Regions from separate parts of the Macaca mulatta genome. Here region 2 is linked to region 1. A link is a contact called in public Hi-C data. All regions are on one chromosome and are shown on one strand. The core of a region is the stretch at or near the end of the contact, and the rest is flanking DNA. Distances in the headings are between cores, read along the strand shown. Region 1 holds the start of SYT4 (synaptotagmin 4). Region 2 has its middle 360 kb from the start of PIK3C3.

What was found. Hi-C and Micro-C count contacts between places; a contact is called where the count stands out from the background.
Region 2: a Hi-C map of fetal cortical plate shows a contact between it and region 1, with 5 times the contacts expected there. The contact joins the enhancer-like site here to the promoter of SYT4 in region 1. A contact is called at or near these places in 4 of 14 Hi-C or Micro-C datasets (cortical neurons, fetal cortex germinal zone, fetal cortical plate and 1 more).

Annotation. Positions count from the first base shown.
Region 1 is chr18:49,166,091-49,171,967 of T2T-MMU8v2.0, reverse strand. It overlaps SYT4 (synaptotagmin 4), which reads right to left and starts at 2,718. Exons shown (of 4, transcript NM_001265986.1): 1 at 2,443-2,718. The coding sequence starts at 2,476.
Region 2 is chr18:50,152,670-50,158,627 of T2T-MMU8v2.0, reverse strand. No RefSeq gene overlaps it. Among named protein-coding and RNA genes, the nearest start is that of PIK3C3, 360 kb to the left of the region's middle. Within about 2 kb of position 2,072, at least 15 of the 40 cell types and tissues checked have an H3K27ac peak or open chromatin away from gene starts, as enhancers often do. A contact at or near this core is called in cortical neurons and fetal cortical plate, where this site is marked.

The DNA of each region.
Region 1 (5,877 bases), core at 1,469-3,968:
TGAGGCTTTCCAGAGCATCAAATTTTACTGGAATTCTAAGTAGTTCTTTACCCAGAATTCAAGCAGCAAACATTTAGGGACCCAGTGGTTCACTTAATTGTAGGAAATTCTGAAACAGTATTTGGCATTGCCACAAACTCATTAGTAATTTTCATCCCAATTATGGAACAGTGGTAAAAGAAATACACATATATTAGAGAAAAATAAAACAAAAACCGAAGAGTAACAGGGTACCAATACTTTGTAACTTGTAACACTACCATCCCTCTGTATGACAACCCCAAATTTCTCAAACACTGAAATTTTCAAAGTATAAATTAATTAAACTTAAATAAGATAAAAACAGAACAATAGGTATAAGTGAATTAGCATTCCTTGACATATATGAGAACAGTGAAATTTAGAGTTCAATCTTATCTATAACTGTTTCTTCCGCTAGCACATGGCATGGCAAATGATAATCAAACTGAAATTGTCATTATTTTCTTGAATAATGGCACATTAAATTACTGACATTAGGTAATATCGATTATGCATAAGGCTTATCCTATTTTATGTGTAAGCATCTTTCTTAAACAAATGGTTAGTAACACTATGGAAGCAAAAGCAGTATTATTACATCGGTACATAGTGAATCAATAGAGTCAAGGCTTAATATCATCAAAGTGAATACAACTAATGTAATATTATATACATTTTGTTCCATTGCAATATGCTTTTTATCCTAAATAGTGAATAATAAAGTTATAAGTTCCAGCCCAGAAAGGGTTAAAACTTTTCTAAATAACCACAAGAAATCCAGTCTTTTGTTACTTCCCTTCCCCATCCCCCCAAATCTTCTGCCAATCTACTTCATAATTATAAAACTGAACTCAGAGAATGTAAGGTTAAGAAAAGACAAATGAAGTAGAAGGTAAAAAATCCAATAAAACCGCAATAAAAATCCTGTATTTTAATGTATAGAAACTGAATCATGTAAAGATGAAATAAACCTTTGACTTCTCTAGGTAGAAAAAAGAAACAGTGACTACTATAATATAAAGCAAGAGCTAAAGATAATCTGCTAAACTTAGTACCAGCTTTTCAGTTTTTGCTTCTATTCAAGTCTTTGTGGAAAAAAAAATGCACCCACATTCCTGGACTATAATAACCCAAAGCTAGGGAGCAAAAGCAAAGTCATGAACTGAGACAGTTCTTTAGTCAATGTAAAAACAATAAAAACAGCAGAAAATCATTTTTATAAGTAGACTGATAGACCATGCTAGAACATATTTTCACTAGTACAGTCTCTAAAAATTCCTCCGTTTTAGAAAATCATTCAGGTTTCAAATGAAGAATTGGGAATAAACGTCATACCAAAATAAACCCAATAACCCAAATGGAAGGCTGGGAAAGAAATTCATTTATGAATATAATATCAATTGTCCCTATTTGATATTTATGTCAAATGGCAAACATTTTATATAACATGGAAACACTTATCTACTCCCTATGTATTCTCTACTGATAAGGTCTTATAATCTTGAAAGCCAATATCATGGTTATTTTATTCAGTTTAATAACAATTATCATACATCTGTAGATATCACTCCTCTTCACAAACTTCTATGAAATTTCATAATTTACAAAATACATGTAAGTAAAATTCTGACCTTTTTCACTTGTAATACATTGGATTCTAAAAATAGTACTTTTTTATCCTACGAATTGCATCTAATTTTATGTACTGAAACCAAAAACTTGGTGTAAGGAAAGGAAAGCTGAAGGGGAAAATTGGAGCCCTAATTCAAGTTTCCAGCAGCTTTCAGCTAATTGTGCAACCCACAATACTTCCCTCATCTCTCCAGGTTAGCTCAGCAGTGAAATGAAATAGGCTGAGCCAGTGCATTTTGAAACTCCCTTTAACCCTACTACCATATGATTCTGTCTTTCACTAGCAACATATTTCAAAGATACTAGAAAAACATAGCAGACAAAAACACCCATATGGAACACCCTGTAATAAAATATACATTGCCAAACCCCAATAGACAAGTTGCTTTCTTTAACCAAGATCAAGTCCCAATGTAACCAGAGATATATTTAGCTTCTCCTAATAAAATATAGATTTACCTACAAAATAGATGAAACCAACATGGGAAAAACAAAACCCTTTTTCTTTACTCAGTGCGTGCTGCAATTTACAGAAGTACCTGAAAATTTAAGAACTTCTTGAAGGTAAATTCTCTCTAACAGAAGACAGTTTTAAGGAGAGAGATACCAAGGAAGGGAGAGAAGCTGCAGAAGTAAGCCACAATTACCTGACTGCCATTCTCATTTTCCTTTTAAATTAACTACCTAGGAAATCTGTATTCAACAACCAGGGAAAAAATAAATGAATAAACAGCCCACCCCAGAATATTCAAGGAACAACCGCAGTCATAAGTTCAGTAACTTGCTTACCAAATTCTTCCCGGCTGGTGGTGATCGGAGCCATTTTTTACTGCGTGTTTCTGTCCGAGGTGCTGAAGGAAAAAACTGCCTGGCTGGATTCACTTGTCTGGATCTGAAGCGCCGGCTTTCCGAGCGCTGAAAACAACAGCGCAGAGCCCAGGGGACCAGCTCCTGGAACAGGGAGGAGGCAAAGAGGGAGGTCCACTCGCCCTCGCACAGTGATTTGCCACCTCGGTTCCTGTTTTGGCTCTTCTGAGAAGCTCGTCTCCGAGCTCCAGACGTGGCTGGAACCCGAATTGACGCAATCCTGACGCTACAGGGCTGAAATCAGCACCTGCCCCCCTCCCCTCCTCCCTTCAAGCTTTCCTTCTTGCTTCCTCCCTCCTCTCTTGAGGATTCAACACACGCTCATCAATTGTTTTAACTGTTGGACCACTAGAGATTAGCTTTGCTGTTTTGTGGGGGCTCAGAGGCTTACCGAGATGAGCCCCGAAACTGATCCCTGTCAGTTCCTAATATAAAATCTCCTGATCACCTAGATGAATAAAATTGTGTTTCTGAGTTATCAGAATAACGTGACTTACAGAGGAGAAATTTCTGGTTCAAATGACTCATTTTAAGACGCAAAAACGTATTTTCTTGCTTTTTAGTTTTTTCTTTGACATGTTATACATATGACACTTACTACATTTAGAAAAGATTCACTACAAATTGATCCATTTGACATAAGATAGTTTCTCCACTATAATCCTTTATGTTCTAATAAATTATTAGTCTAAATATTTTGCTGGTACAGTTGATCCTTCCTGATCTGTCAGTTCTCTTCCCTTTAATACCTGACATTTGACCAGTTAAAGCACTTAGGAACAGATGGAAATAATTCCTTGGATATTCAGACTCACTCTCAGTTATGACTTTTGCATATAATGAGACTGCTTCTGAAATGACATTTATGGTTAAAAGGCCTGACTTCTAGTATGCTTATACAAAATAGTTCCAATAATCAGGCCAACATCTGAGGTAACATTGGTAGCATTGGTTATTTCAAAGGAAAACATTCCTTTTTCTAAACTGATGATATTCTCGAGGTGAAAAACTGGGAAAAATATGGTGTCAGATTCTGATTCATTTGAATCTGAAGAGTGTGCCTTTCTAAAACAAATGCTTAGCAATTTTTCAAAGGAAAGAAGTCAGGCTGTAACTCCAACTGTCAATTATTGCTCTGCAAAGAATTTCTTTGCTCTGGAGTTAATAAGCAAATGACATTCAGTGTGTGCTGGGATGTGGGAGAAGGGATACAGGGTGAGTCTCAGAAAGCTACTGTGCAAGTGGCAGGTCCCTGCACATTGGCTAGCAGCAACCCAGAGCATCAAGGCTCTGTCTGGGGAGAAATTAGCTTCAGTTCTTTGCATCATGGAAAATTTTATAAACCAGTCTTTTTTCTTTGCCATTCTATTTGCTCCCACATACTTGGCATTTGAATGTTCCTCTGACACATTTTTTTAAACTTTCTATCTTCATGCTATGAAAACACACAAACTAATTTGCTGTATTTAATTTTTCCACTGGCAGAGTCTGTGGTTGTGTCTTTATCATTTCGCTTTATTCAGATTACCTCAATTATGCATGCATAATTGAGGAAACCCCACCCGATGGGGTTGTCCCTAGAAATAAATATCTATTAGGTTAAAGAATAAGTGGCATTTATTTGTGATGCATATCACAGGTGGACTAAATACATGGTGTGATGTTTACTAAAGTGTATATTTTCTAGCTAAGTTATTGCTAACATATGTTTAAGTTCATTTTTTGTAAATATAAATACCTTATGTGCATGTTCTATATAAATTAGTATCTCATTAATTTTACCTTCAGATAGTAAAATGCTGTTATCTGTAAACTGTACAGATTGTTTAAACTCTATTTCTATGAAACCCACTCCATCCTTTGCTGTCTGACATCTGAGGAAGCATCGTGATAAGATTACCTCTTGCCCAGAGCTAATGCTATTGTGGACGAAGTAACTATTTCATTGCTTGCTTTATAAGCAAACTGAAAAGAACTGTTATTAATTAAATGTCTGAAGTTTTCTTCACTTTCATTTGATGAATAGCATTTTAGGTATTATTCAGTCTCTTTAGACAAGCTTCTAGCAACACCAGATGAGGAGTGGGCAGTAGACAGACCCCACACAGAGAAAAACCTGTAAGATTTTATGATTGAGATTCACACCCTACCACATTATTGAATTATTCTTTTTAGATCCGTCAAACAAGTAACCAATTTACTGACGTGCAAAATACTGCTCTAGAAGGGGTGACTTGGGAGGAGGAGTTGTTGCTAGGTAACCACTTTTTCACCACCCAAAACACACAGCCTCAAACAAGTTCTTGCTTTGGCAAACACAGACCATTCTGTGCAGGCGGCAGTATTTACTTCAGAATGATTCTTTCACTGTTAAAGTGGTTCAACTTTTACATTACTTTCTTTTCCAATTGCAAATGTCTATATATAATTTGAGAAACAATTAACAGAACACTTGAATTTAGTTTTAAGCAATTTAGTTTAATCTGAAAGCTATTGATGACTAATTACATGATTGTTTTTGTTCTATTTTATAACAATTTAATTTAGTATATATTTTGATTTTTAAATTATTGTTTATGTTATTTATTAATTGCATAGTTCAGTCTATATTTTCTCTGTTCCCTTCTTTGAAAAATATTATTGGTGAATGTATTTAGAAACTCATGCCAAGAAAAATATAATTTCAAAAGGTTATGAAAACATTACCATGATCTTCAGTAATCTTTAGTAATACCTACATTAGTAATAAAATATCATTTTACTAAAATATCATTTTACCCACTGGTATGTGGGTGGAGTAGACTGAAGTATCTGATAACGGGAAATGGATAATTGTTTCAATGTTCCGTATTATTACATTATGAATGCTGACTCTAATGCTAATGGAATAGATTTATATTACAAACACACCCAAGTAAAAATACTGCAAGACAAATGCCTCCTCATTTCGTATCACAGAAATCCCTTTACTACATTTGTTTTTCTTTAACACATTCAACATTTACTATGTACATTTAATAGTTCACATGACAGTGAATCCAAACCACCAAATAAATACATACATACATACATACATACATACAGCTTACATTCTTTTCTTTATTTTCTTTCAACACATATTAGACATGTATCACTACATTTTTGCAAAGTGAGGGATTTATATTTGTCAAAATAAAAAAAAAAGATCTTTTTCTTCATGGGGCATATACATTGCAGAAGAAATCGACAGCTTTTTCTCTAGAACTAGACAAAATTCTTATCAGATCATAATTACATACATATTTATTTTGCCTTGTTCTTTCTACAAACTCTAGTCAACACTATTCTACAGCCATCACATTTACCTTATTCAGTCTA
Region 2 (5,958 bases), core at 823-3,322, 990 kb before region 1:
GGTGATGGAAAAAAGTCCAGGACTTCTCAAGATTGGTGACCCCAATGGCAAAAACTTTCCAATGGCTAGAAGCACCTCTCTATTTTGTGACAAAGGAAAAGTTCATTGTGAGAAATGTTGTCTAAGAGACCAGAGACTACCCTGTACCACTTGTGTGCTATGAGACGCTGGGCAAATTACTTTTCTTCGAGAGATCTGATTGGTCAACTTCATATTCATCTTTGTGTTTTCTTCTTTCTTCAATCATTTAGGAATTTAAACATTGTTTTTCCACATGACTCTTCTTGGAGAGTAGAATAGCTAACGCTACCTGCAGATAAGGGCCAGGGCAGGCTTGAACTCTCACCTCCATGTCCCAAGTGAGCCCTCCTCTTTTTGGCTTTATGGTGGGTCAGTGCTGAATGGCAAAGCAGGCAGAGCTGCCTCCAAGACAGCTCATCACTGGCAGGAAATCATTCTAGTTCCTGGCATTACACCTACACATTCTCTTTCATTGCCCATTTCTCCACTCCCAGTCATAACAGATTGGGGGGGGGGGTCCTTGTCCTATAGTCCGATGCAACTAGGAAGGTCTGGGGAGTGGAGACAGGGATGGGGAAAGAACCGTCAGAATGGTCCTCAGAGCTGCTTTTCAGCTAGTGAGGCTGGATGCAGAGGTGGTCCATGGCCATAGTATTAAAGGAAATATGATCGTCATCAGCTCAGGCACCATCACTCACCCCAGGTCTCACCACCAAATACAAAAACAGCACCCATTTCCATACCTTGCCCTCTTTGTTGACACTTCCTCCTTGCTTTCTTTTCCTGTTAATCTTTTTGTACATGTTAAATAAATTTAAATAAGTTCCACTAGCATAAGCATTAAAGTGAGAGAAATTTCACTATTCAATTTACTTTGGACTGTCAGAGATGTCAGTCAGGATTGTTCAAGTAGATGAACGGTGTAGAGATGGGCTTGGGTGGGTGTCACCTGAGGACCGGAAGAGGAAAGGGCAGAAGGAGAAATCAACACCCAGATCATCAACCAAAACCCCCATCTTTTACGTCACAAGAGTCTCTCTTTCCCATTTTCTAAGAAGGATTCAGCGTGGAAGAGGCCATAAAAGCATGTTTCTTTGGCATTTTTAAGTCTAAATAACGTGGTTGGGCTGAAAACCTGTGTCCAACACAGTCGGTTTCACCGTGAAGATGTTGAGAGTCAAACCCAGCACAGGGGCATACGCCTGCAATTTAGCTGCTTGAGGCTGAGGTGGGAGGATAGCTTGAGGCTGGAGTTTGAGACCACACTATGCAACGAAGGAAGACCACATCGCAAAAAAATAAATAAAAAAAAAGTACAGGAGTCAAAACCACCACAGAGCCTCAGGTGTCCAGTTAATATAGAATGTGAGAATGAGACTTCCTCTCAGTTCCCCAATTCCCCCCTCCTCAGTCTCTGTCGTTTGATTCTTTGGGTATGACAACTTAGCACATAGAGTAAGCTCACTTCATGTTAGTTAAATGGAGTTATGAAATGCACAACATTGAGAATTTTGAGAAAATAGGGGCAACAAAAAGAGTAGGAAGGTACCATGCAAAAAGCCTCCCCACCTTATCCAGCTCATGCATATACATAAAACACAAGAAAGTTAAACAGAATTTCATGATATAGTTTGTAGTTTGTCTTAGTGAAAGAAATTAAATGATTTGCAGTGAATTTCAACCCGTTGGCAGAATTCATGGACCTATTGCTGTGCAGACACTGCTGCTTGAGGGCAATGGAATTGGAAATTTCCATGCACCAGGGCTCCATGGCCAGCAGATGGCGATGTTTCTCAGTTTTACAGGAAGATGCCAGGCCAGAGGCCGTTAGTTATGCAGGGCGTGTTTATCAGATGGCTGTTAAATCGGTCAAAATCTGTAAAGGATGACAGATCAGCTCTTATTTATTTATTTTTACTTAGAGTTGATGAATTCAGTGAAATTTCATGATGGGAGAATGAACGCTGTGCCTTCGTGTTGGGGATGGGAGCAGAGGACGACCCGCATCCAAAATGGTTGGGTAGCTGCGTTTTATCTCCCTCAGTTGCTTTTTAAAATGAGATTCTTCTCGCGCTGCCTTCTGGCAGCCTGGATTTAGTCAATTGGGACCAAAGGGCACACCGGCAGCAGTTTTGTTCATTTTCTTTTCTATTTCTTTATAAGTGGGCTTGTCTTCCCGGATCAACCACTTGGCCCGCAGATCCTGGGGCAGAGGCAAAATCTGGGTGAGGCTGGGTCAGGAGCCAGAGCAGGGCTGCTCAGAGTTGAGGAATGGGAGGGAGGAGAGCTGCTCCTAGGCTCGCTCTCAGCCACGTGGGAGAATTGGAGACGGATCCACTTTCTCCTCCCTGAGCACAGCAGCTATTGCACTGAGAGCCAGCATCCCTCTGGAAAGAGGCCGAACCATTTTAAGCAGAGGGAAAGAAATTTGTGGACTAAATTGGTCTTAAAATACTGCCTCCTCTGTGTGCTGACCCATTAAAGGACATGGCACCACCTGGGATCCAGGGTATTCAGTTTCTTGATTTGGAGGTGTCACTAGCCTACTGTGTGATGTTGAACTTGTTTTTTCGTCTGTAATATGAACACTTTGATGGAAATCTTACAACCATACTTAAAATTGTATTCTTCTGAACTAGCAACTCTTGTGATACAGGAGAATTTTTAGATGCCCAATTAAGTCAGAATATTTAGGGGTGGGACCTCGGCGTGCATCTTTTTTTAATAAGCTGTCCAGGTGATGTGAATGTTCAGTTGGGCTTGAGAACTATTGCTCTAACCAGGGGATCTCAAAGGAAAGTCTCAGGACAGCAGCATCAGCCTCACCTGGAACCTTTATTATTATTATTATTGACACAGAGTCTCTCTCTGTCACCCAGAATGGAATACAGTGGCATGATCTCAGCCCATTGTAACCTCTGCCTCGCAGGTTCAAGCGATTCTCCTTTCTCAGCTTCCCAAGTAGCTGGGATTACAGGCACCTGCCACCATGCCTGGCTAATTTTTGTATTTTCAGTAGAGACAGGATTTCACCTGTTGGCCAGGCTGTTCTGGACCACCTGACCTCAAGTGATCTGCCCCTCTCGGCCCCCCAAAGTGCTGGGATTACAGGTGTAAGTCACCACGTCTGGCCCAAAAACTTTTCAGAAAAGCAAATTATTAGTTGCCCTGATCAGAATCAGAAATTCTGAGGGTGAGACCCCAAAATCTGTTTTAACAAGCACTCAAGGTGATTTTGATGCAAGCTAACGCTTGAAACCTACTGTCGCGTTTGGGAGGATGAAACTTCCCCATATCTTTTGCATAAGTGAGGCCGGGGATTACTTCTGGGAATGGGATGTAAACACAGTGCTGTATGTCATTTCCTGGGCTAAACGTTTAATTGTTCGTGCATGACCTTCCATTTTCTCATCTGGGTAGGTTGTGTGATTTTAAATAGAAACGCAGCATGCTGGAGCTTCTGCTAATTCGGACCCCAGAGTTGCTACATGAACATCTTGTAAATGAAAGACAACAAAACAAAAATTTTTATGTTAAATAACTGAAATGTTGTGGCTGTTTGTTACTGCATTATAGCCTATCCTATCCTGATGAATGCAAGTACTAATGCTGTAGTTCTGACAATTTGGTTTGATTAGTGCTGATAAGAAGAGAAGGGACTCCCCCATCCCTCCTCAGTCACCAAACATCCATTTCACAGTTCTTCTAAGAACATATATTTAGGTTTAACATACTAGGATAATTTAAGACAAGCTTCTATATCTGGTTGTGGGTTGCACATGCCAAAAATGGGAATGGAATTGAAAAAAAAAGACTCAGTCTCATGTCCTGATGTATCCAAATATCTATATCTGGTATTATAGTGTTCAAATATTGGGGTCCGAGTTTGCATCCTTGAAAGTTCTTTCTATAGCTCCGGATTATTATGCTGATACTAAGAATTTGATATTGCTTCTTCCCATTGCAAGAGCTCAATTCTGGGAAGGCATTCTCCTTCTCTTTAGACCTTTCCTAAGTAGACTACTTTGTCTTTCTATGACAGGAACTGCACGTTTTGTGCTCCTTTACTGAGGCGAGCGTCCCTGGGCTTGTCCTCTCCCCACCATTGCTTTTTCCTTTATGTATTTATAACCATCACTCTATTAAGACTGCTTCACAGGTTGGCTACCTTCATTTCCAATTTTATATTCATTAATAGAAACTTTCTCAGACCTCTGTTTTCATCATTTCTACCATTAATCTTTCTTGACTATTATTGTTTTGTCAGACCCCATTACTGTTGTCATCAAAATCATCATCACCACCATCATGAATATTGACAGCATAGTCAACATTTATTGAAATTTTGCTACGTTGTTAGGGTCTGAACTATTGATCATTGATCAAGGCATCATGTCTTTGACCGTCCTTTTGCCACATCAGTTTGCTCTTCTGCTCTGCTTTGTAACTGTCTCTTACCTTTTCATACTTCTGCGACATGAAATTACTGCCCTGATCCAAGATCCTTTATGTATATTTTTCTTATTCCTACCTTAGTTCATTTATTAAAAATTATAATGCTCTCATTTTCTTCATTAAGATATAGCCCTTAGGATCTTGATTTATAAACAGCAAATGACCAATTCTCATTCCTCTAGGGATCTCTTTGTGACTTAGTCCATTTTTAAATTGGGAGTGCTCAACAAAAGCTGCTGTTATATCTGCATGAGTTTTTCCCTCTGGAGTTAGTGTTGACGATCTCCCAAGAGTTTATTTGATTGGGTCATTAAGATGGATGAAATAACCATATTGACTGTTTAGTGAGCTGGTTATTACAGTAATCTTAATGAGAGAATTAGATCGATCCCAAGGTACTCCAAATCCTTATTTGATGATTGACCTACAAGCAATCAATTGCCCATGTTGCTCTATATGAATTCTCTGCTTCCAGAGAATTCAACCAGTCTCACACCCCACACCCCCTGCTAAACATGAACTCTACAATACTCATATACACATGTACATGCATGAGAAAACCCATGGGCAGATGCCTCATTGGAGATCAGGCTGGAACACACAAGTAAAAATGTGCAAGGGGATTTCATTTGTGTTTCCGAATGTTACTAGGACTCAGTCCAGGGAGGGCAAGAAGGGGAACTGGTGGCAGAGTGTAACCTTATCACATGATGCATGTGGTCACTGGAGCAGGGTGCTCAAAGCCTATTTGTGTGGATGTTGAAGCAGGAGGGAAATATGAAGCTTTAAAATTTACAACACACTCTAATGTTTGTGCTGCTATAGCAAAATATCACAGATGGGTAATTTATGAAGAATAGGGATTTATCTTTCACAGTTCTGGAGGCTGGGGAGTCCAAGATCAAGGGGCCTGTGTTGGTGTCTGGTGAGGGCCTGTTCCATCAATGGTACCTTCTCACTGTGGCGACCTCTCTTGGAGGAAGGCAGAAGAGAAACAAGGGGCAAACTCTCTCTGAAGACTTTTTTATGAGGACTTTACGTCTTAATACCACCAGAGTGGGGATTAAGTTTCAATGTTAATTTTGGAGGGGACATTACATTCAAACTCTCCTTCCAACTCTTCTCTTTGGGAAGTTCATCTATAAGCTGGGAATTGTGACCCTAACCCTACCAACTGTACAGGACTTGTGCTTACTAGATAAGACCTAGATGGAAAAAAAACTTTGAAAAGTATAAAGCATTGTAGGAATGAAGATACTCATACTCAAGGCCTAATATCGGCCATCAAAAGGAACTCAAATGTGGGAGATAATTTGTCAGCAATGACTAACTTAAAAAGTAAATGTTTTCTCTAATATTTTAGTAACTTCCTTGACCTCAGTTACCCAGATAATAGCCTCATATCTCACCCAAATGTTTGCTTTGCCTGTGTGCTTGCATTTTGAGTTTCCCTCTAAAGATAAAAAAGAATTTGTGTGTTTG